2 separate regions of the Gasterosteus aculeatus genome follow, and region 1 is linked to region 2. Evidence: chromatin contacts called from public Hi-C data. All regions are on one chromosome and are shown on one strand. The core of a region is the stretch at or near the end of the contact, and the rest is flanking DNA. Distances in the headings are between cores, read along the strand shown.

Evidence for each region. Hi-C and Micro-C count contacts between places; a contact is called where the count stands out from the background.
Region 1: a contact with region 2 is called in a Hi-C map of skeletal muscle, with 5 times the contacts expected there. The contact joins the enhancer-like site here to the promoter of fat4 in region 2. A contact is called at or near these places in 2 of 6 Hi-C or Micro-C datasets (both in skeletal muscle).

The regions. Positions count from the first base shown.
Region 1 is chr4:3,717,882-3,723,436 of fGasAcu3.hap1.1, forward strand. It overlaps fat4 (FAT atypical cadherin 4), which reads left to right. Exons shown (of 17, transcript XM_078101947.1): 9 at 1-1,221; 10 at 2,540-2,644; 11 at 2,946-3,253. Among protein-coding and RNA genes, the nearest start is that of fat4, 70 kb to the left of the region's middle. Within about 2 kb of position 3,785, at least 1 of the 9 cell types and tissues checked has open chromatin away from gene starts, as enhancers often do.
Region 2 is chr4:3,648,719-3,653,727 of fGasAcu3.hap1.1, forward strand. It overlaps fat4 (FAT atypical cadherin 4), which reads left to right and starts at 1,975. Exons shown (of 17, transcript XM_078101947.1): 1 at 1,975-5,009. The coding sequence starts at 2,429.

The sequences.
Region 1 (5,555 bases), core at 2,535-5,034, 71 kb after region 2:
TCGTTGTCACAACACTGACAGCGTCTGACGCAGATCTACCACCAAACCAAGGCCCTTTCCTATTCAGCCTTATCGGTTCGGGCTCCGCCAACAGCTACTTCAGCCTTAGTCCAGCCGGAGTGTTAACCACCAGTCGGGAGATTGACAGGGAACAGATTAGCAACTTCTACCTCTCTGTTGTGATCAAGGACTCTGGTGTCCCTCAAATGTCCTCCACGGGAACTATTCACGTCAAAATAAACGATCAGAACGACAATCCCTCAGAGACGAGGTCCATGGAAATCTTTGTCCACTACTTTGGGAACATGTTCCCCGGAGGTTCTTTGGGAGATGTCAAACCGCAAGACCCCGACGTTCAGGATAGATTCCACTGCTCACTTATTCCCCCGTCCTCGGGCCTGTTCAACATCCCAACTGGAACATGCAGCCTCAACTCGAAAGCGCGCTCAACGGATGGGACTTTCGAACTAACCGTCCGCAGCAGCGACGGCGTCCACGGGTCCGTCAGCAACACGGCCCGGGTCCTCTTCATGGGTTTCACAAACGCCACAGTGGACAACAGCATTCTAATCCGACTGCAGTCTCAAGGAGTCAAAAACTTCCTGACCAACCACTACCTCAGCTTCCTGCGCATTGCCAACTCTCAGCTAGCGGGCCTGGGCACCGGGGTGCTGCTTTATGGAGCATTTGAACTCAACAATCAGACTTTCATAATGGCAGCTGTGAAACGCGGCCACGGACAATATGTCAACCCCAGTGGCGTGGCCACATTCTTCCAGAGTATCAAAGACATTTTATACAGGCAGAGCGGGGTGCAAATAGATGCGGTGGACCATGATCCGTGCACACGCAACCCGTGCCAGAACGGGGGCAGCTGCAAGAGGCGTCTCAGTGTCGGGCCTGATATGAAGACAGAAGAAAGTGTCCCAGTGATCCTTGTTTCCAACCACCCCCTGCAGCCATACGCCTGCAGCTGCAGGCCGGGATACACCGGAGGCCTCTGTGAGACGGACATTGACGAGTGCCAGCCATCGCCCTGCCACAATGGTGGCACCTGCCACAATCTGGTGGGGGGTTTCTCCTGCACCTGCCCTGAAGGTTTCACAGGGATGGCCTGTGAGAGGGATGTGAACGAATGCCTTTCCAATCCCTGCAAGAATGGCGCGCTCTGCCAGAACTTCCCCGGCGGTTTCAACTGCCTCTGCAATTCCGGCTTTGCAGGTACTGCACACGCAAGAGTCACACGTTATGTCCGACCGCACAGTCACTTGTGTCAGACATGGGGGGGGGGGGGGGGGGGGGAGGAGCACGGCTGCCAAAAACAGTTTGTTTTTTGGATTACTAGTTGGGGGGTATCAACTCCATGTTTGCTTTTAATAAAAAAGATGATTTGAAGCTGACCCCTGTCAGGATGAGCGTAGACTCCGTACACAGCTCACCAGTATCGCGTTTCACTGCGGCCTTCATGTGCATGCAGCTATGACCACACACAGATAGCGTTTTAATCCAACTGGACACACAACGAGGCTTTCTCATTTGAGTTTTATGACAAATGGAACAGCTTTATGAAAGATCCAATCAGGACTTTCATGTTTCTATTGTAATAAATGCACTGCTTTATTACCCTTAACCAAATGGGAGCGTATTTACAGTCATTTCAATCCTGCTAACTTCAGCATCTGAAAGACATTTTCAAAGCAGCCGTGGCAGACGATTTGCCTCAAGTCAAGTAATTACTGTCCCTTTTTATTAGGACGATAGAAAATTACCACAAATCTTCTAGGTCTTATCGAGATAAATTACCCTGCTGAAGAAGTGCACCTATTGACTTACAGTAGTTTTCATGGTCTCACAGTGAACTCTCAACTTCCTGTCTTCCCAGACTGCTTTTTGGCAGCAGAATCAATCTCCGTTAAGCAACTTGTGTGTGGATTTACAACCTGAAAACTATCTGCAGAGGTTCATTGTCAGTTTTTTTGTTTTGTGCCATGCCTGGATCATTTATTGTCCATTATCTGTATCGTCATTTTCACATTCTTTGTCACGACGTCACGATGTGCATTGCAACGCTTGTCTTTCTGCAAACCAAAAGCAACAGCCTTATCCAAACTTTATTTGTCTTTATTTATCTTTCAGCGAGTTTTGAAAATGTGATTATTCTTAGTGAGAAACATTTCTGCCAGTGGAGTGAGGTCATGAAGGTTTCAAGATGTTTTGGATCAAATTCTTTCATCTTGGACGAGCCGTTTCTATTCCACAGCACCGTCACTTGTGTCAAAACATTTTTTTAGAATAAGTCAAAACTGCAGCAAAACAGATGACATCACATCTTCATATTATATATTTCACGATCGTTTCAAACAGACGCTGAAACTTTGAATGATTTGTTGGACCCAGGTTTTTTCTTTGTTTGCAGTGTGTTGTGTTAAAGGCCTGCAGGCCTCGGCCTGTGGGGGGAAGTGAACTGTGTTCCCCTCGGGGTTTCCCTGTGTTGTCTCCCACCTCATCCATTTTAATTTGTGTTGTTCTGTGAACCCAGGCAAAACGTGCGATTCCATCATCAATCACTGTGAGTGTAACCCTTGTTTTAATGGCGGGTCCTGTCAGAATCGGGTGGATGGATATTACTGTCATTGTCCATTTGGTAAGTAATAGTAGGGAACCTTTTCAGGGCGTAGGCGAGCCGCTGTAGAGTAGAAGAAAATAAAGTTATGCTGGATGTGGACACTTTTCATCTCGTCTCTCCATTTGCCATGATTTGCATCAAAAATTAATTCGAAAAAGCTAAAAGTGTGACCTGACAGCTTTTAATCTGTTTGTTCTAACTAAATGATATCACTTGATAAAGATTCTGTTTTATCTGTAGATATTTTTATCGCCGCACCAGTGTGAATGATTCATTGGCTTCCTCTCTGATTCCTCTTTGGGTTTGTTTCTGTCCTCAGGGGTTTTTGGCAAACACTGTGAACTTAACAGCTACGGCTTTGAGGAGCTCTCCTACATGGAGTTTCCGTCTCTGGATCCCAACAACAACTACATCTATATCAAGTTCGCTACCCTGAAGAGCAACGCGCTGCTCATGTACAACCACGACAACCAGACCGGAGACAAGGCCGAGTTCCTGGCTCTGGAGATCTTTGAGGGACGGATGCGCTTCTCCTTCAACCTGGGGAGTGGAACTTACAAACTGATGACCATGATAAAAGTGTCCGACGGGCAGTTCCACACAGTCATCGCCAGGAGAGCCGGGATGGTAAGAACGTCAGACGTTTTTTCCTCATGCATTCTTTAACTGTTTTGTGGATTAATAGTTAACTTATGGGTTATGTAGAGAAAAGCTTAGTGGTACGGACGTGGTAGTGATGATAATTACCCCCCCCCTCCCCCCTCCCAACGTCCTCCTAACCACAGGTGGCTCAGCTTATGGTTTTCAAGGTTTGTAATTACACTTTATCGCTCGCTGTGATTTACAGTAGGAGGATCCAAAATGGCCCCCCAAGGTTGAAACTCTGTCTCCTGTGCTCTGAAGCGGCGGCTTCTCCTTGCCAGCAACGCAGTGGCAAAGGAAAGAGGGGGGGGGGGGGAGAATCCCTCCGGCCCTGTCAGAGCTTCCATAATGTAGCTCTCCCGCTGGACTTCAAATCTGTCACTTCCCTCCGTGCGCCCGGAGTTTCTTAGGAAGCTGGTAGAGTCGTTAAATCGGTGGCGGTGGGGGGGGGGGGGGGGCATCCAGCAACACGTGGAGACCTGTGATTGGGTCCGCGCCATGCGCCCAGCGCGGAGGCGCCCCGCGTGACGGAGGAGTGAACCCGATCGGCGTGCTTGCAGAAGGTGCTGCGGGTCACTGCGGCGGTCGAGTCCGCGGTCGGTTTCTCTTCCGCCTTCGGGGATTCCGAGCCGATGTCGACAGAAGCAGACAGAAACCGCGGACACGGTCACGCGCCGCTTCGCCCCCGAGAGCCGCGAGTAATCAGAGGGAGCACACCGGTTCCACCACACTGATTACAGTCTTCCATCCAAAGCTGTTTAATTGTCAAACACAGTGAATGACAGAAAGTTTCACAACTCAGGAGCTCACGTTCGGGTCAGAACAGAAGTGCGGTTTGCCAATTTATCTAATTAGCAATGTGTTGAATCTGTAGACTGATACGTTTTCAGAGTTTTCAGTTGGGAAACAGGTCGATTGATTTAATCATTGCCGGTCAAGCAATCAGGACGGGTGCAACAAGCTAAAAAAACACCACATTGACTTCGCACATGGCGTCACATCATTTGTGTGATCATGTGACCTCAGCCGAGATCATCTAATCAGAGAGCTCAGCTAGTTTTCTTTCTCAAATCGGGGACTTTAAGAAGAATTCTTTGAAAGGTTTTTTTTTTTGCAAATTAGGGCTCGCTGTAGCTGATTAGCACCAGCAGCTGATCGTGAAGATTTGGGTTAGATGAATTAATTACACTTGAAACAAGCAGAAAAGCTGTTTTTTCCGTGTCTGCACCACAACAGAGAGCAACGCTGCCTCCAGTAAATCGGTCACGGCGGGAAACAAATGATCTCCAGACGCGCTTCTTTCGCGTTTGCGCCGATGGTAGCCAAGCCCTCAAAAAAAATCTTTGTGTTACATTGGTTTTCATTTATGGAAGAACACATTCAGTACATTCTCAACCCCGGCGTGAGGCCGCAGCGCCTTTGATCACAGCGAAAGAGCTTATTAAATGTTCATGTTGCTTCAAAGTTCTTTGGACTTCAGAGAGTCACAAATGTGTTGTGTCCTTCGCCTCGTTGTTGTTGTTGTGTTTTTCTTCCCCGTCAGTGTCCATGTGGCGGACTGCGGGGTTCTGGGAGTTAGAGAGTGTGTGAGGGAATTGGGTCGGAGATCCGGAGGCCGGTGTGGTCCGTGTTTACTTGAGATCCAGGAGAGGTGGAGCGTGATTGCCCCGGTTTTTCAACACATTCACACACTTTTCCGTACAGGTTTTTTTTACCAGCCCATTTAGTTTCTTCCTGGTAAGGCGGTTTGCTCTCAGAGCACCGAGACAGAGAGACACACACAGAGAGAGAGAGAGAGAGAGAGAGAGAGAGGGAGAGTAAGCCACATCTGGACGAAAGCTTTAGTACCATTAACGGGAAATAGGAAATGTTTCACTGTAATGTACGGCTTCTCTTGTGCCGCTTGTCTGTCAAACAGCGGGGTGAGTTGATGAAAAGTAATTGGCCTGCATGCCATTTGGTGGACAAAACTCATATTAAGGACCAAAATACTGTGGGAGGAATGACTGTGGCGCTGGAAGTGACTCTCAGAGGGTTGAAGTGTAACCGTGGAGGGAAAGTGACGCTGCTGAGCATGAGATGCTATTAAGTCGGACTTTGGTTCCAGTGATAATAATTGAATTACATTAATATAAAAAAAAATTAACAGATAATCAAGACGTTCTATGCGAGTCTCTGTGTGTCCCACTGGCTAAATAACGTCGGCCGCGTTGAGGCAACTCTACCGTAACGCCGCTTTGGCTTAAGCTGAGCGAATCGTTTCTGGTGACGGTGTTTGCATCGAAAC
Region 2 (5,009 bases), core at 725-3,224:
TGTACAAGTGTTTTTGAGCAAGTTACTAAACCCCCAAAAACAACGGCTCATGAGTTAATGTATAGGGGAAAAAAATGATGAAATATTGCAGTTTCAAAATGCACTTATAGAGCCAGAATAAAAGAGCCAGATGTAACTAATGAAGGCTTAATAATATCCCCCACAACATCCTCCTCTACTGTGTGTTTTCCATCCTCCTCTCCATCCATTGGCCAGATCTTCTCTCCTCCACCATGTAACCGCCTCGTTCTCCTCACCTGAGGATCCCCTCTTCCACCAGCACAGGTCCGTTGAGCTTCTGCCACATCGTCCAGCATGTGCATGTTCTATTGTCAGTGCGTTTGAAAAGTATTGACTGTTTGTCGAGGGGAGAGTTCCACACACGCACAGCAGGGAGTCTTCCTCTGACGACCATGAATGTGATCAATAACTAAGCTTGAAAACAACCTGGAGAGCCAAAACGTTGAACGTGTGTCCAGTCCACTCTGTGATTCTATTACGCTGCTGATTCACGGCCTACTGAACGTCCAGGCGGCCTGATTACAAAAGCCACAACTTGTCAAATACAAAAGCATGAGTAAACATTTACGTTCCTTTAAACGAGGGTTGTAATTATCCTCCGCGTAGAGACGTAAGGACGGACGAAGGGACGTCACTTCCCAGATCTTCTACGTGTGGGATTCAAACCGCTCCTCCTTCTTGTCGATGAACTCATGTGACCTGGGACTATTTAATGAAACATGTTTTGGGGAAATGATTAATGCCTTGAATTGACAAGGATTTCTTCACCAGTGAAGGTTGTGCAGTTAATATGCTAGCAGTCAACTAATGCAGACCTGCAGCAAAGTAGTACTACAGTAGTAGTATTATCTGCCTTATTTCTACTAAATGTATTTCTAATGTTACTCCCTTAAACTGTAATGTGAACACTGCTGAAGTCCTAAACACGGAAGAATGTGAAGACAGAGTCAAATATTTATGAAACAGAAGTTCTGTGAAATTTTTGAATGTTTTGGTGAATTTTCCATCATTTTGTCTCCTTTTTTTAATGTGTTTTGTCTTTTTTCTCATTTGGTCTGCTGCTCAAGTGTCTGTTTTGTTGATTCTTCTGTGTTTTTTCACAATGTTGTCTGTTCTGGTGTTTTTTAAATTTCCCTCATCATGGAGGCTTTTATGTTTTTCGAGTCATTTTCTCTGTTTTGCTGAATATTTCACATTTTTCAGCAATTTGTCTTTTTTGCTTTTATTCTTAATTTTTGTCTTTTTAAATTCCCAAAGTCAACCAATCATGTGGTAGTCATGGCTTTTATTTTTAAAATAACTTTGTGTTTTAACATGTTCATATAGTAGATACGTAACTGAAGACAAAGAAAAAACTACTGAACACAGATCATATTTAATACTTTCCTGCCTCCTGCTGTTCTACTTTGGGTGGAAGTACCATCGTTTGGCCACTAGGTGGAGCTACTTACCCACAAAAGGAACTTTCCTGCAACTTCAATTCTATGCAAATACCTCGACGGCTATTATGAAGTCAGAAAACGACTGAAAACCCTTATTAGACCCGTTCCTTAATTAAGAAATACATATTTCGATATCATTTGAATCCCCAATAACTGAATAAAAGACATTGATTGGACACAGAAAGCTAAAAATTGTGTTTGAACTACGATGCAAATCATTTTAATGTATACGATCGTTCCTATACAGAAAAGTATTGCGATATACACGATCGCACTTGAATGGTTTTAATATAGTACGACAGGTAACAATCCAAACATGACGTATTGCTCATCAAATTCGATTTCAAAGCAACTTTGAAACTAGTGAAGTAATTAAACGCGCTCTGCGCATCGTTACCTGTATCACTTGATTGACATCTTCTCCTGCAAGCGGGGCCGCTAGACACAATGGAGGGGGAGGCGGCGGGAGGGCGGGCAGGAGCGCAGCCATCCAATGGGATCGGCGATGGGAGGGAGTTTGTGGCTCTCCAGCTTTGTCCGAACTTACAGGGACTCCTGAGCGCAATATGACCGAGGCACCGTTATTCCACGGGACGCTCTGCGCGCCGCGCACCCGCTCGCCAACTTCGGATAAACTTTTTTATTGTTTTTAAATATTAGTATTATTGTTTCGCGTACCTTGCACGAGCGAGGCCGTTTTGTTTCACCTTTCAAAGTATTACCAGTTTCCTGCCTCTTTTTTTTTTTTTTTTTGGTGTGGAGTTGAATTAAAAGTTTCCAGCTGCAGGGATCCCCGTCTCCCTTCAAGGAGGATTTCTGCTCGTTGCGCGGCATCAGGAGGAGCAGAAGAGAACTCGTGGAGTACTTTGGGACAGTGAATGACGAGCCGCTCACTGACTAACTAATGCGGCGCTTTGGTGGGTGCAGTGGATGCGTCTCCGGCATGGACTCTGTCTGACTTGACCATGGCGCGCACAGGTAGGGGCTTGGGCCGCTTTCACTTCGTTCTGCTGGCGCTGTGGACCCTGTCGCGGCACTCCGCGTCCAGCCAGGTCCGTCAAGAGTTCCAGGTCCCGGAGGAGCAGCCCGTCGGCACCTACGTGGGCACCATAGAGACCAAGCCCAGCTTCTCGTACCGCTTCAGCGAGAGCCACAAACTTTTTGCAATCAACGCCACCACCGGCGTGATCTACACCTCCTCGGTGATTGACAGGGAGCTCCTGCAGAGCGATGTCATCAACGTGGTGGTGCTGTCCAGCCAGCCCACGTACCCCACCGAGGTGCGCATAGTGGTTTTGGATATCAACGACAACTCCCCGGTGTTCCCGGACGCGTCCATCGTCGTGTCCTTCAAGGAGGACGCCAGCAGCGGGCGGCAGGTGATCCTGGACACGGCCACGGACTCCGACATCGGCAGCAACGGAGTGGATCACACCACGTACAGGATCGTGAAAGGCAACGAGCAGAGGAGGTTCCGCCTGGATATCACGGTCAATCCCAGCGGAGAGGGGGCATTCTTGCACCTCGTCTCCACCGGAGGCCTGGACAGGGAAGTCACTCCCTTCTACCAGCTGCTGGTGGAGGTGGAGGACAAAGGGGAACCCAAAAAGTTTGGCTACATGCAGGTGAACGTCACTATTCAGGACATAAATGACAACCCTCCCGTTTTTGACCAAGAACAATATCAGAACAGCGTCTTTGAGGACGCAGCCGTGGGCTCCAGCATTCTGCAGATCACGGCGTCGGATCGGGATGAGGGAGCTAATTCGGAGGTCAGGTATTTTTTAGACGAGGGAACACCTTTCCAAATCGACCCCAAAGCCGGGACCATCATTATGAAAGAGGGTTTGGATTATGAGAGTAAGCGAGAGTATTCCCTGACCATCCATGCCGTGGACAACGGGGTGCCGTCCCTGTCGGGGAGGACAGAAGCCACCATCAAACTTTTAGACGTGAACGACAACGACCCGGTGGTGAAGTTCAGGTATTTCCCCACCACCTCCAAGTTTGCCTCGGTGGATGAAAACGCACAGATTGGCACCGTGGTGGCTCTGCTCACTGTCTCGGATTCAGACTCCCCCACTGCCAACGGCAACATATCCGTTTCAATCCTAGGCGGCAACGAGCAGAGGCACTTTGAAGTGCACACTTCCCCCGTGCCCAATTTGAGTCTCATCAAAGTGGCCAGTGTGCTGGACAGGGAGCGGATTTCCTCCTACAACCTGACCGTGTCGGTGTCGGACAACGGCGCCCCCGTCGCCAGGTCCTCCTTCGCCAGTCTGGTTATTTTTGTGAACGACATCAACGACCACCCGCCCATATTCCAGCAAACCCTGTACAGGGTGGACATCAGCGAGGACGTACCGAAAGGCAGCTACGTCAAAGGCGTTTCTGCGACGGACGGCGACTCCGGGCAGAACGCCAACCTGCGCTACTCCCTGGTGTCTGGAAACGCTTTGGGCTGGTTCTCCATCAGCGAGAACAGCGGTCTGGTGACCAGCGCCGCTTTGCTGGACCGGGAGATAGCGTCTGAAATTGTGCTCAACATCAGCGCCAAAGACCAGGGGCTGCAGCCCAAGATCTCCTACACCAAACTGGTGGTAAACGTCACCGACGTGAACGACCAGGTGCCCACGTTCGCACAGGGCACGTACCACGTCTCGCTGGCGGAGCACGCCGCCGCCGGCACCGAGCTGCTGGTGCTGGAGGCCTCGGACGACGACGACGGGGCCAATGGAACCGTCCGCTTCGCGTTCGACGGGGAGACTCCGGCCGCTGTCCAGCAGCTGTTCCGCCTGGACGCGCTTTCGGGGCGACTGAGCACGGCCGCGGAGCTTGACCGGGAGGAGCGGGCCTCCTACTTACTCCACGTCCAGGCAGCGGACGCAGGCAGCCCCGCTTTGCACTCTGTAGGGAAAGTCAACATCACCCTGAGGGATATCAACGACAATAGGCCGGTTTTCTACCCGCTGCAGTATTTTGCCAACGTGAAGGAGAACGAGCCCTCGGGCTCTTATGTAACCACCGCCTCAGCAACAGACCCCGATTTGGGTCGAAACGGCACGCTCAAATATATGATTACAGCTGGGGATTCTTCCAAATTTCGCATTAATAGTAACACAGGGAAAATTACCACACTTGTGCCCCTGGATAGAGAGGAGAAGACCGCCTACCAGCTGCAGGTTACAGCTGCAGATGGTGGCGGCCTGCGCTCACACACGCAGGCCATAGTGACTGTGACCGTCATCGACACGCAGGATAACCCCCCGGTCTTCAGCCAGGAGGTCTACAGCTTTGTCATGTTTGAAAACGTGGGCCTTGGGACAGTCATAGGCACCGTGTCGGCCACCACCGTGGATCTGAACACAAACATTTCATATCTCATCACCTCGGGGGACCACAGGGGGCTTTTTTCCGTGAACGGCGCGGGTCAGATCACAGCGTCGAGCCAGATAGACAGGGAGGAGCGGGACTTCTATCAGCTGAAGGTTGTAGCGAGGGCTGGGGAGATCACGGGCGAGGCCCTGGCGAACGTCACGGTGAAGG